Linked DNA regions of Mus musculus: region 2 is linked to region 1. A link is a contact called in public promoter capture Hi-C data. All regions are on one chromosome and are shown on one strand. Each heading gives the region's core, a stretch centred on a gene start, on an enhancer-like site or on the middle of the called end of the contact. The rest is flanking DNA. Distances are from core to core; before and after follow the strand shown. Region 1 holds the start of Slc37a1 (solute carrier family 37 (glycerol-3-phosphate transporter), member 1). Region 2 holds the start of 2310015A16Rik (a long non-coding RNA gene).

Evidence for each region. Promoter capture Hi-C pulls out the DNA fragments that hold promoters and counts their contacts.
Region 2: a promoter capture Hi-C map of liver shows a contact between it and region 1, with 2.4 times the contacts expected there. The contact joins the promoter of 2310015A16Rik here to the promoter of Slc37a1 in region 1. A contact is called at or near these places in 2 of 39 promoter capture datasets (liver and pre-B cells), 2 of 115 datasets of contacts at active chromatin or transcription factors (large pre-B cells and pancreatic cancer cells) and 1 of 9 other capture datasets (adipose tissue).

Annotation. Positions count from the first base shown.
Region 1 is chr17:31,293,034-31,298,343 of GRCm38.p6, reverse strand. Slc37a1 (solute carrier family 37 (glycerol-3-phosphate transporter), member 1) reads right to left here and starts at 2,120. Exons shown (of 20, transcript NM_001242427.1): 1 at 1,429-2,120. Gm30139 (a long non-coding RNA gene) reads left to right here and starts at 3,483. Exons shown (of 3, transcript XR_001782201.2): 1 at 3,483-5,310.
Region 2 is chr17:31,909,616-31,914,657 of GRCm38.p6, reverse strand. It overlaps 2310015A16Rik (a long non-coding RNA gene), which reads left to right and starts at 2,214. Exons shown (of 3, transcript XR_876746.3): 1 at 2,214-2,304. It overlaps Gm30571 (a long non-coding RNA gene), which reads right to left and starts at 2,193. Exons shown (of 2, transcript XR_385538.3): 1 at 2,003-2,193; 2 at 855-1,923.

The sequences.
Region 1 (5,310 bases), core at 871-3,370:
TTCAAGGCCAGCCTGGTCTACAAAGTGAGCTCCAGGACAGCCAGGGCTATACAGAAAAACCCTGTCTCGAAAAACAACAACAACAAAGCAAAAACAAAACAAAATTTCAGGTCATGAAGGCTACTGACACAGCCTCTCGGAGTCCAAGACATAGCTTTCCCTCTAAGATGGCAGTTCTCAGCCTGTGAGTCTCCGCCTCAACAGGGGTGCATATCAGATATCCTGCAGATCAGATATTTACATTACCTACCATGCATTTCAGTAGCAAAATTACAGCTATGAAGGAGCAATGAAATAACATGAGGAATTGTATTTAAGGGTCACAGCATTAAGAAAGGTTGAGAACCGCCGTTCTAAGAAGAGATGAGGCTAGCCCAGCTAGGTGGGCTTCATACCTAGGCCAATTCCAGGCGTTTCATTTTCCTAGGGGGTGGGAGTGGGGGTGGGGCATGCCTTCTCAGGCACAAGTACACTTCCTCCTGCCTATCCCTGAACGGAAGGGGAGCACGTGGCTCTGCTGACAGGCCTTGGCATCTAGCCCAAGGAAAGTAGTTAAAGTAGTTTTTAAATGTCACCTCTTAGAAACTCCCAGTGAATTTCAGCCCATTAGAGAAAAGGACAGGAAGGCAGTGTGATCATTGGACAGGGAAAGGAGAGCAATTAGGAGTTTTTCCATGGTGAGGCAGCACCCGACCAGGCTCAGGAGCACACAGAGAGCCCAGCCAAGCAAGAGTTGAGGGACGGACAGACACACCCACGATCCTCCCAGCTACCGGGCTCTGAGCTACCCAGAACCCATCAACCCTTCAAGGAGACTCAGGAGTGGGTGGGAGTTAGCAAAAGCAAGAGCAATGCCCCAAGGGGGGTTTTCCAGTCTTTAGCACACAGGCAACATCAAGGCAGCCTAAGGCAACCTGTCAAAATGATGGCACTTTATAAAAGGGCAAACCTGGGAACCAAACTCCCTCCAAAAGCTTCAAGAGTTTTGTTTTAAACCAAGACAAACACTAACTCCTCTAATCGAGCCCTTTCTAAGCGTTTAAAGGCTCCATTGGCCGTGGGAGATAAACAGAAACTGTTATTTTCACTTGTCCTGAGCTTAAATACAAGGAGTCAGAATTCTATCCACCATAGCTCTTAGCCCACTCACAGCAAACAACGCACCCCGGGTGTTCTCCACCGAACCAGACCTGTAACAATACTCCCAGGAACTCAGGGTGCAAACAGGACCCCCAAAAGAGGGAATTCTGTGTAAAGCCGAATAATATATTTACCAACTCGCCCAACTTCACGCAATTTAAGTTCCAGGGCGAGAAGGCAGGTAGGGAGGCAGGCAGGTGCAGAGAGCTCTAAAGACCAGGAAAAAGCACCTTAAGAATTTAAACCAAGAGCAAGGGGAGGGTCTTCCGTTCAAATGCAAATCTTTACCTGCGGGCCACCAAGATCCTTGGGTGGACCCTAAGTGCGCGGAGCTGGGGGACTTTTCCGGTGGTTTAAACCCTTTATTACCGCCCAGACGGTGGCTGTCACTGCGTTGGCCACAGAGCCCGGGCTCCGGGAAGCAGTTCTTTTAGCAAACAAACAACCGGAGCCCAGGGTGCTGGCTGAGAGCTTTCCCAAGGGCTTTGCGAGCCGGCTCCTCCTCCCAGGTCCTACAGCCGCTTGGCCGGGTGGTGAAGGCTACAGGCACGCCCACGTCCCCTACGAGCGGCAGCAGACAAAGCGCTGGGTCTCCGGCAGGCGTCTTCTCACAGCTGTCACTCGCGGCCTGGGGCCGGGAGGGGACCCAGCATCACAGCTAGGCGACCCCAGCCCCCGGGTCTCAGGGAACCTTTTGCTTCCACTTTCCCCGGGAATTCAACGTCACCAGCACCGGATCGCCCCCGCACTGTCTCTCAAGGCCACTCTAGGAGCCCTTACTTCAAAGACGTCCCACTCTAGGAAAAGCGCTTGGTTTGTCCCCGGCTCTCCAGCCACACAGCAGAGGGAGACAAACGGCGGAGAGGCCGAAGCGGGGCCCACGGCAGGTGCGTGGCGGCTGGCAGGTGAGCGCCGCTGGGGAGGGTCCTCCGTTGTCCCCGCGCCTACCTGCGCTCCGCAGCCCGCGTCGCGTGCTTCCTGCCGTCGACTTCCTGGAGCGGCCGCCCTTTCACTTTCCCGGCCCTGTGAACGCCGACCCTGTGCGGCTCCTCCCTCTCCCGCGCGCCCCCTGACCCCGGCCCCGCGCGCGCCCAAGGGATGCTCAGATCGCACACAGCCCGGAGATGCTCAGCTGGAGCATCCTCTAGCTGTTCCTGGGTCCCCACACCTGCCTGTCATGCTCTCCTAGGCCCCGCAGGACGCCGGGCTCTTACTGGCATGGTGCCCAGCAGCCAAACGCTAGCTCCTAGGGGACCTCACCACCACCAGGCTTTTGTCCCCGAGGCGGACCTTACTAATGCCAGCGACATAGACAAGTTCCGAGGTAAAGATTTGCTCCCTCGGAGTCCTGGACTGAGGATGGCCTCTCTCGGCCTACCACATCAAGTGTCAAGAGTCAAGAGCATCCGGTATGCTACAAATGGAGCTGGCACACGCCTGGTACCGCACCTGTGTCAGTGTGATAAATGGCTTGCATGGTTAAGTCCTGAAGGCCAGCCACCCCGGTCATGAGAAGTGCCCTGGCACACAGCTTCCTGGTCAATTCCGGATAATTATCTTTCAAACCCCACACCTCCTGCCAAGAATTGATCCTGGAAAGTCCGGGAAGGGCCTGATTACTTTTCTAAAGGGCATCTGCCTCACGCCTCCACGTGTCGGCCTGGCCTGGCATCCAAAGCCAGTCCTGCCGCTCAGCCCCCTGCCGCAGATCAGCACCTGCCTGGAACAGCAAAACCAGGCAGGAAAACAACTTCCTAGGAACACCCACTGGGTAAAACCGTGCCTAAACCAAAACCAACCCGATGCATGAACAGAGAGAGCCAGGGCGAGGGTGAGGAGTGTTTGGCGGGGGTAACTAGCGCCCTCTTCAGACTGGTTGGTGTACAGGCGGCCCACAGCTTCACTCTCCTCCCCACAGCCCACCCGCGCCACAAGCGCGAACGCAGTCTGCTGAATTGGGGAAGGCCCAGCCATACTTCTATCTACAGGCTTTTGAGAAGTGTTCTGTACCCTACAAGCAAAGTTGACTTCCTGTTTGAGCCACCTGCACCCACATCTCATATAGAAGTGGCCGGGGAACTCTGGCCACTCTACCCTGTTCCTTTGGCTAGATGTTTCCCACCCCACCCCCCTTTTTTTCCTCCCTAACTCTCCATTCCTTGTAGGCAGCAACTCAAGTGGACGCTTACATCTACTCTAGGCGCCTCCTCCCCATGTCACTAGTTCTCAGGCCTGCCATCACCAAGCTTGCTCAAGAGTCCCTTGCCCTTATGCCTGTGTTCCGTGGTTTTGTTTTGTTTTCTGTAGCTGCCCCAAACTACCCCAGCCAAAGTAAAATTTGAGCTCCCCAACTTGATTGACCACTTTTAGAAGGCCTTTCCTTACAACAGAGAACACAGCCTCCCGAGGAAGCTGAGACAGGACCCTGAGGCCAATTGCTCAGCCGAAGAGCCTCAGAAAAACTTCCGGGTTTTTCAGTTCCCAAGAACGAGACTTTCCACATTAGTTAGTTAGGATTTCTTTTCTGAGTCTGTGGTTTTTGAGTGAGCTCAGACTTTGAGAATTGTTGAAATAGAAAGAATTTGAGATATCGTCTCTAGATTCTGTTTAAAAATAACCTAGTGAGGCCAGTTTACCTCCCAGACTCTAGGGGGCGCAGGATCTCTCTCTCTTTCTCTCGTTTTTCATTTTTCAAAACAGGGCTTCTCTGTGTAGCCCTGGGACTCACTCTGTAGACCAGGCTGGCCTCGAGCTCAGAAATCCGCCTGCCTCTGCCTCCCAAGTGCTGGGATTAAAGGCCTGCGCCACCACTGCCCAGCTAGAAAAACCTCGCTTAAGACAGTGAAACAGTTATGGGATTTTTTTTTCTTCCACAAATAAAGAAAAACCAAAATGACAATTTTCGCACAGATACTGGAGTCAGCCAGAAGGAGTCTGATGGCCTGTGTAGAGAGAGCATTTGCTGAAAATGCCAATCTTAGAATCTTAGTTAAGTAAGATTACATTTGCTTATTCCTTCACATAGGACGAGGTATATGCTGTGGATATACCTACACTTTCCTAGAAACATGACACATCGGAGCGATCCTGTTATTTTTGGTCATAGCCACTGCATTTGCAGGCTATGTACTTCCACGAGGACAGATATCCCTCTGAGGAACAGCAGTAATTACACACTTGACTTTCAGCCATCCCACACATCGGAAATACCCTAGTTGAATGAATCTGAGGAGGACTTTCAGTAGACAAAGTAGACAAAGCTATCTTAACAGGCTTCTTCGTATTACACTTGATTTTACCATTCATTATTACAGCCCTAGGAGTCGTTCACCTCTTGTTCCTCTATGAGACAGGTTCAAATAACCCAACAGGCCTAAACTCAGCCGCAGACAAATTCCATTCCACCCATACTAGACAATTAAAGACATTTTAGGCATATTTGTTATAATCCTATTTTTGGGGTTTTATTTGGGGGGGGGTTGTTTTGTTTTTTCGAGACAGGGTTTCTCTGTATAGCCCTGGCTGTCCTGGAGCTCACTTTGTAGACCAGGCTGGCCTTGAACTCAGAAATCTGCCTGCCTCTGCCTCCCGAGTGCTGGAATTAAAGGCGTGCGCCACCACGCCTGGCTATAATCCTATTTTTAAAAATAATCTTAGTCCTGTTCTTCCCAGAGAAGACCCTGGAGATCCTGACAATTATACACCAGCTAACCCACTCCACACCCCACCCCACATCAAGCCAGAATGATATCCCTTATTTGCTTATGCCATCCTGTGCTCCATCCCCAACAAAGTAGGAGGAGTACTAGCCCTAATTTTATCAATCCTAGTCCTAGCTTTCCTACCCTTCCCACATACTTCTAAACCATGCATCATAATCTTCTGCCAATCACTCAAACCTTATATTGAGTTTTAGTAGCAAATCTACTTATCCTAACCTGAATCGGAGGTCAACCCATAGAACACCCCTTTATTATCATTGGACTACTGGCTTCTATTAGTTACTTCTCTATTATTCTAATTCTAATACCCACTCTCAGGAATAATTGAAGATAAAATACTAAAATGCAATCTATGCCCTGATAGTATAGCACTTTGGTCTTATAAACCAAAAATGAAGAGCTGTCATCTCAAGGCATCAAGAAGAAGGAGTATGTCTCCACCATCAAC
Region 2 (5,042 bases), core at 965-3,464, 620 kb before region 1:
GCCAGGTAAACACTTTCCTTCCCAACCTGCTGTTTGGTCATGGTGTTTTGTCGCAGTAATAGAAACCCTGACTCAGACAGAGACCATGCTGAACAGTACCACAGGCCATGAGTAATCTGGGAACTAGGAGAGCATGACGCTTCCTCAACAAACACATGGGGAAAAAAAAAAAAACAGATGCAGGAGACCTGGTGGCCATGTGCAGCCCTGGACACAGCCTAGACCCCAACCTTCAAGTGAAGCCAGACTGCTGACAGACAAAAGCCACAGCTGTGACAAACCTGGGGGGCGGGAGTGGGGGCGGGTGTCAAGCTCTTTTCCTGGAATTGATCATGGTATTGGGATTATTCTACAAGTAATTACCATCCTGAGATGCCTCTGCCCAGTGATCACCGAAAGGAGGAAATATGTCAGGGGTTGTATGGCAGGGGGTTGGGGCAGGGTGCCGCTGGTCCTTGGACAGTATTGGAGGTGGCAGGGGAGTTGGGTACAGGGTAGTTGCTATATGCTTGTCTATGATTGTGTAAGGTAATTTCATAATAAAAGTTCACAGGGATAAAGTTAAAAGATAAAGGGATCGCTGACTAGCTATTTGAGGGATGTCTAGGTGAAGGCAACTCCACCCAGATGTTACACTGTTACAGGAATGGAGAGAAGGCTCAGCCAGTCACACACTTGACTGTGCAGGCACCAGGACCTGAGTTTGGATCCCAGCACCCACGATAAAAGCCACGCACGTCTGTTACCCAGTGCTGTGGGGTGGAGCGGACACAGAGATTGCTGAGGTTGTCTGGCCTAGTTCCGGGTTCTGTGAGAGAGCCTGTCTCAAAGGAACAAGGCAGAGAGTGACAGAGTAGAATGCCCAAGGGCTTCCTCTGGTCTCTTCAAACACATAGGCTGGAACACATAAGTGTGTGCACGAACCACACACATGTAACCCCCCCCCCCCAAGAAAGAAGGTTAAAAATCAATTCCTGAAGACAAAGTGAGAGCAGGTGTGCCTGGGTCCTCAGCTCCTCTGACGCTTGGCCCAGGCATCCCTCAGAAAGGTTCCCAGTTCTGTCAGGCAGCATGCCCTGGAAATCCAGCCGGATGGAGGCACAGTGATGGGGACCGTGCAGATCTCCTGAGCAAGATCTGAGGCTGGCTTGAGTCCAACCTCTGCCTGTGATTGGTTGGGCCAGCAGCAGCCAGGCCTGCTTTTGTTATAGAGCCACTAGGCTTAGTTGGCCACACCAGGCTGCAAAGTCTGACCTAGGCACCCCTCCGGAGGCCTCCTTAGGTCAAATTTAATTTGAACCAATCTAGTCCAGAGGCAGATCACCACCAATCTATCTGTCTGGGGAGATGATATTTTAAATTTGGATCATTAAGGACTTCTGTAACTTCGGGAGAATGTCAACACACATCACTTGAGCCCCAGGGATACCTCAAGCCAGGCAGCCAGGCAGGAAGGCTTAAAAATACGCGTGGGAATGAGCAAGGGGCAGCAAACACCGGAGCTTCAGAACCCGTGTGAGGTGACGCAGCTCAGCTTCCTGGGCTAATTACATCTGTGGGTGTTTCTGCCGGTCCAGGCTGTTCCAGATGCTGGAAGAGTTCAGAAGAGCTGCTCGCCGGCAGTGATCACGGTAGAAAGGATTTAGTGAAAATCAAGGCAATCACCAGCCCAGGCAGCTGTGTGTCCCTTAGTTCTGTATAAGGCGTCACCCAAGCGACAGAAAGATAAAGGGACGTGCCAAACAGCCCCACTGCACGTTGCCCAACATATTACCCATCCATTAATCTTGTCTCCTCTGGGCCCCATGGCACGAGGTAGGGATCTTGTCTCTCTCTATTGAAGGGAGAGCAGGCTGCAGTCAAGATGAGGAATCTTCCTTGTGGACAGGATGCTGTCGGGGCTTCTCTCAGGTCTTTGCTACTCTGCGGGGTTGGGGACAATGACATCTCTACTATAGCGAAGGGTGTAGCCGAGCCCGGTACTGACCCTCTGTCAGCTTACCAGCACAGTGCTCACAGATGTAGTCCTGAAAGGCCCAGCCCACAGAGGGAGGGTTGGGCCATGGCGCTGAGGCTCCAGGGCAGAGATGCCAGCTGCGGGCAATGGCGTCAGACAGCTCTGCCTGCACAAACAGAGACCCACCGGGGTTCCGAGACGGAATGTTCCCGCCGCGGCCAGGATGCTGGGTGCGGCTGCCCTGCTCAGCTGCTTTTTTTGTTTATTTATTTGTTTAAGTTTTTCTTCTTTGAGTACAGACTTGACACGGAGGGAAGGGTGTTCTCAGGCTGCCAGCCACGGCCTAGGTAAACGCTTCAGAGCCTACCTGCCCTTCTGCCTGAATTTGTTTTGGAGAATCACTCGCTTGTCGTGTGTGTGTGTGTGTGTGTGTGTGTGTGTGTGTGTGTGTGTGTGTGTAAGCAAGCGTGCATGCACGCACACGAGCTCAGCATGTAGTAGCCAGAGGCTGATGCCGAGGGTGTCGTCTTCCTTGATGGCTTTTCCACATTGTTTTGCACAGGGTCTGCAGCTAGACCTTCAGCCTGCTGCTCTGGCAGCCAGGCCCGGTTCTGTAAATGTTGGGGATCCGAACTCAGGGCCGCATACTTGTGCGGCAATTGTCTGACTCACGGAGCGGTCTCCTCAGCCCTCGGTTCTGTTAAGTGACTTTACTGGCTACAGCTAATCCCTGTTCCTGCCCGGGCCCCTGGCAACCACCAATGTTGTTTCCTTAGACTGGCCTGCTCTGATATTCAGGGACAGTGGCCTCCACGCATGGTTCCTCCCATGGAGTGGTATATCCTGGGGACTTGACGGACCTGTACAGGAGGCGTTGCTTCATTCCTGTGTGACTGGTATCACCACTGTTTGAATGAACCAATGGTGTTTCTCCATTCAGCAGGCAATGCTCACTTGGATGCTCCTGCTTTCTGGTCATTGTGAATGAAGCTGTTGCATCTTTCCTTTGCTTCCTTCCTTCCTTCCTTCCTTCCTTCCTTCCTTTGCTTGCTTCCTTTCTTTTTATTTATTTATTTATTTTTTGATCTTTGGTTTTTAAGACAGGGTCTCTGTGTAACAGTTCTGGCTGTCCTGAGATTTACTGACTAGACCAGGCTGGCCTCCAACTCACATGGATCTGCCTGACTCTGCCTCCTGTGTGCTGGGACTAAAGGCGTGGCCGCCACGCCCAACTCTAGGCCATTTTTGAGCTTCTCTTTAAGCAGGCATGCTTTCCTTCCTCTTAGGTAGATGCTGGGAACGGATGACTTTAAGTGAAAGTATATTTCGGGAGGTACACCAGGTGTGCCCAGGGTACAAGATTTAAAAGGGCCAGGTGTGGTGGCGCACACTTTTAATCCGAGCACTTGGGAGGCAGAGGCAGGCGGATCTCTGTGAGTTTCAGACCAACCTGGGCTACAGAGTGAGTTCCAGACCTGAAAAGCAAGATAGTGTCTAAAATAAACAAATAAACAAACAAACAAATAAATAAATACAACAGCAATAACAATCCCCACTCCCTCCACACACACAACAAGGCAAAAACTATCTATTAGCAAAAAGGCACTGAGCCTCATAAAAGATGCCTGAATTTGGGTTATAGAAAGTAGAGTTAGGTCAGAATTAGAGTCTTTGGAATTAACCCCACGAAGCTCATGGAAATTGAAAAGGAGAGTTCAGGCAGAGTGAGTCAGGCTGGAATCTGCTCAGCCCCAGGGAAGGTGGAGGAGAGACCCTGGAGGGACGGGGGAGGTAGAGTCAGTCACTGACCCAGGGCTGTCTGCTCTGTTTCAGAGTCTCGCTTGCTTAGTGATGGTGCCAGTGTCTGCAAGCATTAGCAGTGTTGTGGCTGTGTGAACATCATCACAGCATGCACTGTGGTTTCAGGCCACTGGGGACACAGACACAATTGTAAACACAGCTCATTTTAAGCACAATATGAACGTTACCACATGGCTCAAGCATTAACTCACACCAATGACAGTTTCAGCTCATCACGGGCAAATCTCACCCTGTTATATCCCCTCGAGTCTTTGGGAATTTTCTTGGGAATGCCCCCTCCACACACACAAACACACACTTTGAGACAAGAGCTTCCCATGTAGCCCAGGCTAGCCTTGGGCTTGTCATTTTCCTCAACTTCTTGAATGGTGGGATTATAGAGGTTCACTATCGTGATTGGCTGTACCTCACTCTTTTTGGGGGGGGGCGTCAAGACAAGGTTTCTCTGTATAACACTGGCTGTCCTAGAACTCACTCTGTAGACCAGGCTGGCCTCGAATTCAGAAATCTGCCTGCCTCTGCCTCCCGACTGCTGGGATTAAAGGTGTGCACTACCACGCCTGGCCTGTCTCTCCTATTAGCGGACAGGATTGTTCTCATCTCTTAGTGACCTTGCACCAAAAGTCAGGTGGTTGGAAGAGTAGAGGGATAGATGAATAGAGATATGGATGGATGGACAGAGGGATGGATGGACAGAGGGATGGATGGATAGAGTGATGGATGGATGAATGGATGAGGGATGCATAGATGAACGTGTGGAGGGTGGGTGGGTAGAAGGATAGATGGATGGGTCGATGGGCGGAAGCTTGGATGGGTGGGGTTATGGATACACAAGTGATAAGTGAACTGAGTGCTGGGATTTCAGGCATGTGCACATACTGAGTAACTGTTTAATCACTGCCGCATACATGAAGACCTTTGAAAGTAAGACGTGGGTTGAAGGCTGCCCCGAATGACTGTGCGTCCATGTTTCTGTCATGGGACCATGCTGGACTTGTTCTTTGTGTCCTGTGGAGCAAATGCTGAGCCCAGTCACCCACCACCAGCAGCAAGGAACACAAAGGAAAGTCTTAATGTAATTAGAAAGCTGTGTGTCAGCACACAGTGGGGTGGGGCGTTTGCCAGCTATGCCAAGGACTGGAGAGGGTGGGGACCTGAGACTCTAGGTCCTTCTTAGGAGTCTACCTGAGAAGAATTCAGTGGAAAAGGTCCCACCAAGGAGATGATCAGGGTTCAGGATTGGCTGTGCTTGAGGAGCCTGGAG